Regions from separate parts of the Mus musculus genome. Here region 2 is linked to region 1. The links are chromatin contacts, called in public HiChIP or PLAC-seq maps. All regions are on one chromosome and are shown on one strand. Each heading gives the region's core, a stretch centred on a gene start, on an enhancer-like site or on the middle of the called end of the contact. The rest is flanking DNA. Distances are from core to core; before and after follow the strand shown.

Region 1 (4,520 bases), core at 545-3,044:
AAACGCCTTGCTGGGGGGCAACGGCACTCTGAATTAACACACCCTCCTGGGTGTTTAAGAGTAGGGCAAAGGCCTTGTCAAGGCAGATTACAGAGCCCAGGAGGGCCCCATGGAAACAGGGTAATGACCTTACAGAGGACCAGCTGTCCCGGCCACCATGTTCCTCAGTCAGCACTGTCCTGAGTGCCTCACTGGTTCTTTCGCACGGTCTCAATCTCTCTCTCTCTCTCTCTCTCTCTCTCTCTCTCTCTCTCTCTTTCTCTCTCTCGTTTTCAATCAGACCTGACAAAGTAGAATTTCTTTAAAGACCCATTTTCCAATTTGGGAAAAAAAAAAAAAAAAAAAAAAAAGAGGCTCAATGACTGACTGACTGTCTCACAAAGCCCTGGAAATCCAAGCTTGGTTAGTGATGCAGCCTTACGCTCCCAGTCGCTGGGCTGAGTTACACAGGGCAGTGATGACTAAGGTGTGCTAGCTGTTAATCACTCTTAATTCCTTCGTTTCGAGGAGGTGCACGGCAACCCAGGTATTATCCCTACCAGCAGAACAATCTCGGAACCACAGAACGCATGACTGGTTCGGCTGATTCCACAAAGCCCTTACAGGAAGCTCCTTGAGAGGGGCCTCAACAGGCGCTTGCTCTTCCGTTTTCTAAACACTGAGCTGCATACAATCCTTCTTTAGATCCTTGTTAGATTTTACACACTTGGGGGTCACTGATCCCACAGTAACCTCTGCACTCACAAGTCATGTCTCATACACTAAAGACATCCACAGACAGGGATAACACTCAGCAACCACAGTCTGGCATCAGGATGCTCTGCATCCTGGAGAGTCAACAGAACACAAGGATATCTACAAGGATATCTACAAGTCCCCCCTGCCTCCAGAATACAGGCAAAGTTCATGACCCTTGCTCCTGCTGACTGTAAAGGGCAAGGAGGCTACTTTTGCCTTGGTATTGATGATCACAGACTCATGGTTGAGAAAGGGGGACATAGAATGTTTTGGGGCAGGGTGGGGGTGGAGGGAAACAAATAAAGACAAAATTGAGTCTTCAGAACCTTGAGCTGCCCTGAGTTTATTTAATCAACATCTGGACAGATACAGTTTAACGTGTCGACATTTTTCATAAAACCAATATGTGAAAAGTTTCCAAGCTATTGGGTGCTAGGGACAGAAACAAGGGCAGAAGACAAGTGTAAGTCAGGCGCTGCCAGGACCCTTGAGAGAGAGAGCACTTATGCTCCAACGCACAGAACACTGCATTGCAGAATAAACACAAGCCAGCCGACACTCTCACTGACAGAACTCCCCACACAAAACGGGTAAAAATTTAAAAAAAAAAAAAAATCCGAACGAACCTCTGGAAACCTAAAACACACAGGGTGTGCTGACTTTCAGAGAGGTGGTGAAAATGCTGAAAAATTCAGCTCCAATTCCTCACCTCTTCAGAGTACGGTGATTAAGTCAGCCCCATGCTGGGCCTGTCAGGGTGCATTTACTCAAAGGCTTCTCCTTGGGGGATGGAATGTGTCACCGAGGAGTTAAAGTACTGAGAAAACCCAACTCTGTAGGCATGGGGGCGGGGGTCCTCTCTTCTTCTTCCTTACCACTAATGAGGGAAGGAGTCAAAGAGGCTGGGGGGAGGGGGGGAGAGATGAGGAAGGCCTCAAGCCACACAAAGGCCCAAGCTGGGCTGGAGACATGGTGCAGCGTGCTGTGGTAAGGTCCACCTGAAGAGCCTTCTGCCAGGCCAGAGCTCAGAGCTCACAAGCCTTGTCACTAAACTAGGTTAGTCAATCAGGAATGCTGAATGCCATTCATGCTCCCATGGCAACCCAGGGCCCACGGGGCTGCCTGTGAACAGCTGACTACCCATTTATCACCCCTGACTGCTCACTCCGTGTATGCCTTTCTCTCAAAGATGTCACCAGCTCCCTCTAGAATTAATGCTCAAAGTTTTAACTCTCCTTTGGAGAGTACGGGGGAGGAGTATCTTCTTTCACGCGTCTCTCCTTGTAGCCAGAGAAGGAGAAAGAAATCAACCCACTGGGTTCTGACTCACTGATTTAGCTCTTTGCCGTCCTGCCCTGACCATACAAAACAACTTATAAGACTCACGGCTTCCAGCCACCTTGCCTTACGAAATAGGGTCCCTGTGTCACAAGTGGATAGAAGTGAAGGAACGGGATCGGCGGCTTCTGTCACGTGACTTTAGAGCACTGGAAACGGTTCTGCCTGGCTTACATTTGTCTTCTGTCCTTTGTTTCCATTCCAAAAGCTTGGGAACTTTTTCTTTCTTTCTTTCTTTCTTTTTCTTTTTTTTTTTTTTAACACATTGGCTTTAGGAAAAACTGTCACTGCATTTTAAAATTACATTAGTTTGCCATTAAACTGTATCTCTCCCAATGTTGCTTACAGAGGACAGCTCCGTGTTTTGGAGACAAAAATAAATGTTTCCAAACACAAGAGACTACTCCCCCCCCCCAGTTCCATGTGTATGAAAAGAATGTGCAAGAGGCTTTCTCATAATAAAAATCACTCAGCTAAAACTTCCATTCTTAATACTGCTCCCTTAACCTAAAACACACTACAAACAACAAGCTGAATCGGGGGGGGGGGGGGGGGGGGACTTGGTCCCCCAAACACTCAAACTGACACTTAAAAAAGCAATCGGGGGCCCCTCCAGAAGACAACAATGATTCTATCAGCTGTATTCCTGGGGCTGATCATCTGTGTTAGGACCCCACACCCACCTTCACACAATTTAAATCAGCCTTGAAAACACTGCTCAGGGAACCTCCTGGCCACTCACTCTCCTCTGAGAGTAACTACACTCGATAAAGAAATTTAAATTCTTGTTACGCATCATAAAGTCTCTTTTTCCATTCTGAGGCAGTTTGCATACCTGAGATGCATGTTACAAGTTTTAGACTGATACCGGCTCTAAGGAAACACCATGTTAATTCACCTTGCAGAAGAACCTGGCACATACTTCTACATAGGTTCTAACACACTTTACACTCTGTTAGGTTTCCCAGGAGACTAGGGTGACGTGGTTGAGTGACAATGTGGTTCCTGGAGCATTCTGTGTATATTCAGCTCTGTGCCTGGCATGGTAGTGCACAGCTTCAATATCTTCACTTGGGAGGCAAAGGCAGGCAGATCTCTGTGAGGCCAGGCTAGCCTGGTCTGCGGAGCAAGCTCTAGAGGAACCAGGACTACCAAGAGACTCAGGTTCAAAAACAGTTTTGTTGGAACATTTGCTTCACAAAAAAGATATTCATATACTATTTTAGCGGAGTCTCTCTCTCTCTCTCTCTCTCTCTCTCTCTCTCTCTCACACACACACACACACACACACACACACAGGGCAAAACAAAATGGAGTAAAGAAATATTGTGATCATTATTTTGCAAAGCTCTAAACAGTAGATCAGCCCCAAACTGTAATTCTAGATCCCTGTGTATGAAGAAGCAAAAGCTCACAGCCTGCAGTAAAACAGAGAAAAACACGATCCAAAGTCCAAGTGCCAGGGCTGGTGTTTTATGACACACTGACCGTTTCTCCTTGGAATACATGCAGATATATTTAGAGGGAAGATCTTATTAATCTACAGGTAGAGAAGCCTAATCACCCGCCTTTTTGTTAAGCTGGCTTATGGTGATGCACTACCCAGCAGAAACGAGAGACACAGATAGAAGAAAGGCTAGGTGTTCCAATACACAGCAGACAAAGCCTTCCACACATATCAATAAAGGGGGATGGGATAGAGAACAGGGCTGGAGCAATGGCCAAGCAATTAAAAGCACTGCATTAACAGGCTGTAACTCTAGTTCCAAGGAATACCTTTGCTTCCCTTGACACTGGGCACACACAAGGTGCACAGGGATACATGCAGGCAAAACACCCAGACACATAATTAATATATAATATATAACATATAACTTGTAATATGTATGTATGTATGTATATTAGGGCTAGAGAGATGGCTCAGCAATTGAGAATGCCCAACGCAGAAGACCAAGGTTTAGTTCCCAGCACCTACATGGCAGTTCACAACATCTGACACTTCAGTTCTAGGAAGCTACTCAGTGCCTTCTTCTGACCTCTGTAGGCACCTGACATGCACCCATACACATAGAGGAAGATAAATAAATCACGCACACGCGCGCGTGGACACACACACACACACACACACACACACAAGGAAGACTACCATGCAAATAAGAACAATTGCAGAAGCCACACCAGTGAAAGGAGGTAACTTCTCGCCTCACAGGCTTGGCAATCTGTAGCTAGAGGTTAATAAAATGCTTTTTATTGTTATGTGAAATGTGAACAGATTAATGGAACTGAAAAGTTACAGAAAATTCTGTCTCTGTGATGGGTTGCCCCATAATATTTCTCTACCTGCTGCAAACTTTAGAGACATTACAAAGAACACCCCCTCCCTTGAAGATTAAAAACCTGCCATCTTGAACTAAGCGGTCTTGGCACATGCCTTTGATTCCATC
Region 2 (4,520 bases), core at 591-3,090, 630 kb before region 1:
CAGGCAACAGATTCAGTGACAGCCCTAATGCCCTCCCCGACTCCAGTCGATGGGGGACCCACATGAAGACCAAGCTGCGTATCTGTTATATAGATGTGGGAGGCATAGGTCCAGCCCAAAGTATTGGATATTTTAAACCCTTTGATAATCAGCTCATTTAATCCTGTTGTGGGCTAAATTGTATATCCACCAAACTTATATGTGGAATTCATTACTTTTTTGGACAATAATAGCCCAGGCTGGCCCAGAACTCACCAGGCAGAGCAGGGTGGTCTTGAATCCATGATTATCCTCCTGCCTCAGTTTCCCAAATACTGTCGTTATAGGCATAATTCACCATACCCACATTTCAGATATGTTCTGTGATTCTGTGTCTGGTTGTTCTTCTAAAGTTTGGGCCAAACAAAGATTTTCAAATCTTAGCTGAGGGCAAGGAATGTTTTGAACAACAACTCAGTGGATTCTGAAAACAATAAGCATCCGTATTGCTGATGTGCACAGCTTTGGGATCTCAGAGGGTGAGCCTAGGCTAGTGACTGCTGCAAGCTGTGCACTCATTCTCAGAGGTGTCATGGCTGTTTTGGGAATATAGCTTCCTTTTTGGAAATAGAGCGGTGAATGTTGTTTCCAGTTTCTAGACCATTTGAAATCTACAGAAGTCACCAAAATATAACATTTCAAAACTGTTGAATTTTTATTATTTTAATTTCTGAAAACCATAGAACTCAAAGGAACTGAGCCCCACGGTGGGATTTTCGAGCTCCTGCTTGGTGGAAACGCCTTCACCACAGCCCGTTACATCATCATCAGCCCACAGGTGGAAACTGAACATAAACAGAAGTAAATTATACAAACTCTGTTTATAGAGACTGTTCTTTGGTCATTTCCAGTCTTTTCCATTCTCTTTGGTCCCACTCTGAGCACCATGGTAAGTGCGCTGTGTTGGTACCTAGACTTCATTGTTATAACCACCATAGATCTTGAATGCTTTGCGGTCATGAATATTTTTGGGTTTCTGTTAGCATCTCTCAGGGTGATGTAACAAATAAAAACTTCTTTCTCTTTCCCTTTCTCATTCTTTTAACTCTCCCTCATCCCCACCTTTTCCTTCCTTCATCTCCCCTGTTCTCTCCTGTCTTTCCTCTTGTGCTGACTCAAACCCAGAGCTCTGCGTTCTCATGCTGAGATTCCCCACACGATACAATACGTTGTATAGAACTTCTGGACAACCCTGCAGTGTTATACACTTGTTTAAATATCTCTTTAGAAGTTTTTATTATTTCAGTCTCTGAGAAGAGAGGGTGGCAAGCAGGCAGGGTTCAACCCTACCTTCCATTGATCTAAATAAGGCGCCATTTGTTCTGCCAACTAGAGAAGGACTATTGAATCTGTCAAAAAGATGTAAAATCCAATAAAACTGGGCTTCCAATTTCTGCTTGAAGAGAAAAAAAAATCTCCTGGTGGTTTTTCAGTTATTACACAACTGGGTAGAGGCAGACACAGAATGCATTCTTTGTGCTGGGGCAAGAATAATGTGGAAAACCACAGCCCTTGGGCAATTACTCTACTTTTCTAGCTGTGTTGAGAAGTCTGCATTTAATTAAGAAGTAATGGAGGGAGAAGAACTATTTTTACTGCCACAGTGGTCTTTTTTTTTTTAAGTGTTCCTTGTGAAAACATGAAAAAAATTAGTTTTCATTGTTGTTAAAATAAAAGTCTACCAGTCTTCTATTAGAAGAATGGGAAGAACCTTACAGCAATTTCTCCCTCAGAGAGTGCCCCTAAGGTGGCAGCTCTTGAGTTCTTAAAGGGTGACTCACTGACAAACTGGCAAGATTGCTGTGGAGAGACTCCAAAGGGAGAAACCTAAGGCAGAGCTGGCAGAGTTCTCAGGAGAGACTAGAGGCCAGCCTTTGCTCTGTACTCTTCTCTGGAGGCCTCTGCATTGCCCTCCAAGGATTTTGCTCTCATGGCTGGGGACTGCTGAGATTGCTGCTTTGCCAGTACGTTCATGATCTTACCTGGGACTCAAGTGCGTTATAAGCAATCTGTACTCGACATCCACTCTGCCTTCAATCACCACCAGACTGGAAATACACATCTGTGGAACAAGAACAGGCTTTTTTGTTCCTGTTTCCTCCCCTCCCACTCCTCCTCCTTCCTTTCCCTCTGCCCCACCCTTCCCCGTCCCCTTTTCTCCCCTTCCCTGTATGACATGTACTGGCCTAGACTTTATATTATATTACAAGCAGTTTAGAGTTAAAAGTGCATGCGGGAATATGCATAGATGCAAATACTATGCCATCTTATCTATTTTATATGAGGATTTAGAATATGTAAATAGAACCAATTTTCTGTGGATATTAAAAGATTGTCTTTTAACAAATGCACCAGAAAAAAAGAACTGTTTGCAATCTTACTGAATAAATACAGTTTGTCTTCCCTAAAGGCTGCCTGCATGCCAGAATACTAAAACTCAGTATGTTTTTATGGGCTCTGCTTTCTTTTCTGTGATCTTGATAATCCAGCCACTGCTTTTGCTGGATCCTGTTTACCATGAAAGCGCCAACCCCCACCCCAGTTCAGGGGAGGTAATGCCGCTGGCTCCTCTGAGCTGAGCCCTTTGTGGGTTCTCACTGGCTTTAGTTCTGATCTGTTTCACACTCCAACGAGAATTCTGGCAACATCTAAGCAAAGCACAGAGCTCTGCTTCCCTAGAAATTAGCACCTAATCACCTTTAAGCTCAAGGAATCCCATGCTCTCCTAGAGTAAGACCAGACCTGCTTTTGACCTCAAAACTTCAAATCTGCCATCAACCATTGAGAGGACTCTTTAACTTTATTCCTATCTTAGTTCTGAAACCTATAAGCTGCTAACACCTCCCTAACTGGCATGCACAGCACCCAGAAAAGGAAGCCACACTATTTCTGATTGAAGAAACAAACCTTTTGCCCATGAATTCATTTAGCACTGCAGAAAAATTCATTAAAATATAAATATTTTGTAAATATTTTATTAGTGTGTGTGTGACGCCACATTAGTGTTCATAAGAGGACAACTGTGGCAGGCGATTCTCTCCTTCCACCACGTGGATTCTGGAGTACTGATTCAGGTTATTAGACCCGATGACAAGCATCCCTATCCAATGAGAAATATTGCCTGCTCAAGATATCAATTTTTGGGCATTTTTAAAAATATCTGTGGATTGTCAGAGGTATAATAAGATGCCAGCTTTGGTTAAGTTATAGTTCTGGCTTTTGTATTTTGACCAGTAGCAATAAAACCCATCCCTTGTGTGGGATGTGGCTATGGATCCAGACAGGGGGGGGTCTCAGCTAACTGCATAGGAAGAAGTTTGCTTTCAAGTATCAGGGACAATAGATTACATTGTTAATTACATGCATTCAGGTCATCTTATTATGATGTAATTTGGAGGGAACTTGGTCATCTTGGTACCACCAGGGAGCTGTGCTAGTATGTTAAGTGAGTTGGACCTAGTGAGAACTTTCCTGTTTGACCTAGTAAAGTAACTACAGGCCACAGTGTGAACCAATTGAGTACCAGGGAACTGACACTCAGGGAGGCACTTTAAGGAATCTAGTTATCTTAGATATTCAGTGACAGTCTTTCTAAAGTGAGATTTGCCTTTCTGAACCATGTGCGGCCTGCTGTAAAGAAAGAGACGGTATTGTGAGACCCTCTGGAGTTAGGAGGCTGAGTATGTCACATGTAGGAAAACTACTCCTACCATTTGTTGGAAACCTTCAACGCTGGCAGATTTAAACAGAGAAGAGACCAAGACAAACAACAAAAGGCCTTTCCTGCGGCCTAGGTCATCTTGTTAGCTGTGATGCCCTCTCATCTAAACACTTCTTTACTATGCAGAGCTCCTGGCAAGCTTACAATGAAGGCCCTTAGGTGTTTGGAGTAATAATCCTCAGTCAGAGAGGCCTCAACATGAAAAATATGCTAGCATCATCCTGGGTATGGCAAAGACCAAATATGTGACCTTGGGATATAAGTGAATACGCAGTATAAGTTGGAACATAGGCTTCCAGGTAGGCTGCGTGTGTTTTATGTCAACTTGACCAAACTAGAGTCATCTCCCTCCTAGAATGCCTGGGGACTGGTCTCAGTACATTCTGTAGTTGAATAAACAAACAGTGATTAGTGTTACCTCACTGAGGTAACTGGAACTCCGGGCTCTTTAAATCCTGAGTTGCCATGGTTTGTTGCCGTGACAATTGATAGTCATATACTGGAATCTTTTCTCCATCTGTTACCCTGAGCATCAAAATCCTATGAGAACCACAATTCCACTGAGAAAGATGGCATACACACATTTTTCCTCAATGCATGTCGGATGCAAAACTTCTGTAGAAGTAATGCTGGCTTATTATCTGCTTAGCCTGCTCTGGGTCTGGAAACAATTTCTATGTCTCAAGACATATTCTGTTGAACAATTTAAGACAGTAGATGTTAGGAAACTCAGAAAATTCCACAACTTAGCAGCCAAACA

Evidence for each region. HiChIP or PLAC-seq counts read pairs in DNA pulled down with a chosen protein or histone mark.
Region 2: a contact with region 1 is called in a CTCF HiChIP or PLAC-seq map of the NIH/3T3 cell line, with 5 read pairs. The contact joins two enhancer-like sites. A contact is called at or near these places in 1 of 15 datasets of contacts at CTCF or cohesin (the NIH/3T3 cell line) and 1 of 115 datasets of contacts at active chromatin or transcription factors (bone marrow-derived macrophages).

The regions. Positions count from the first base shown.
Region 1 is chr5:103,776,050-103,780,569 of GRCm38.p6, reverse strand. All of the region lies in intron 1 of Aff1 (AF4/FMR2 family, member 1), which reads right to left. Among named protein-coding and RNA genes, the nearest start is that of Aff1, 24 kb to the right of the region's middle. Within about 2 kb of position 1,794, at least 210 of the 459 cell types and tissues checked have an H3K27ac peak or open chromatin away from gene starts, as enhancers often do. A contact at or near this core is called in the NIH/3T3 cell line and bone marrow-derived macrophages, where this site is marked.
Region 2 is chr5:104,405,036-104,409,555 of GRCm38.p6, reverse strand. No RefSeq gene overlaps it. Among named protein-coding and RNA genes, the nearest start is that of Spp1, 28 kb to the left of the region's middle. Within about 2 kb of position 1,840, at least 130 of the 459 cell types and tissues checked have an H3K27ac peak or open chromatin away from gene starts, as enhancers often do. A contact at or near this core is called in the NIH/3T3 cell line and bone marrow-derived macrophages, where this site is marked.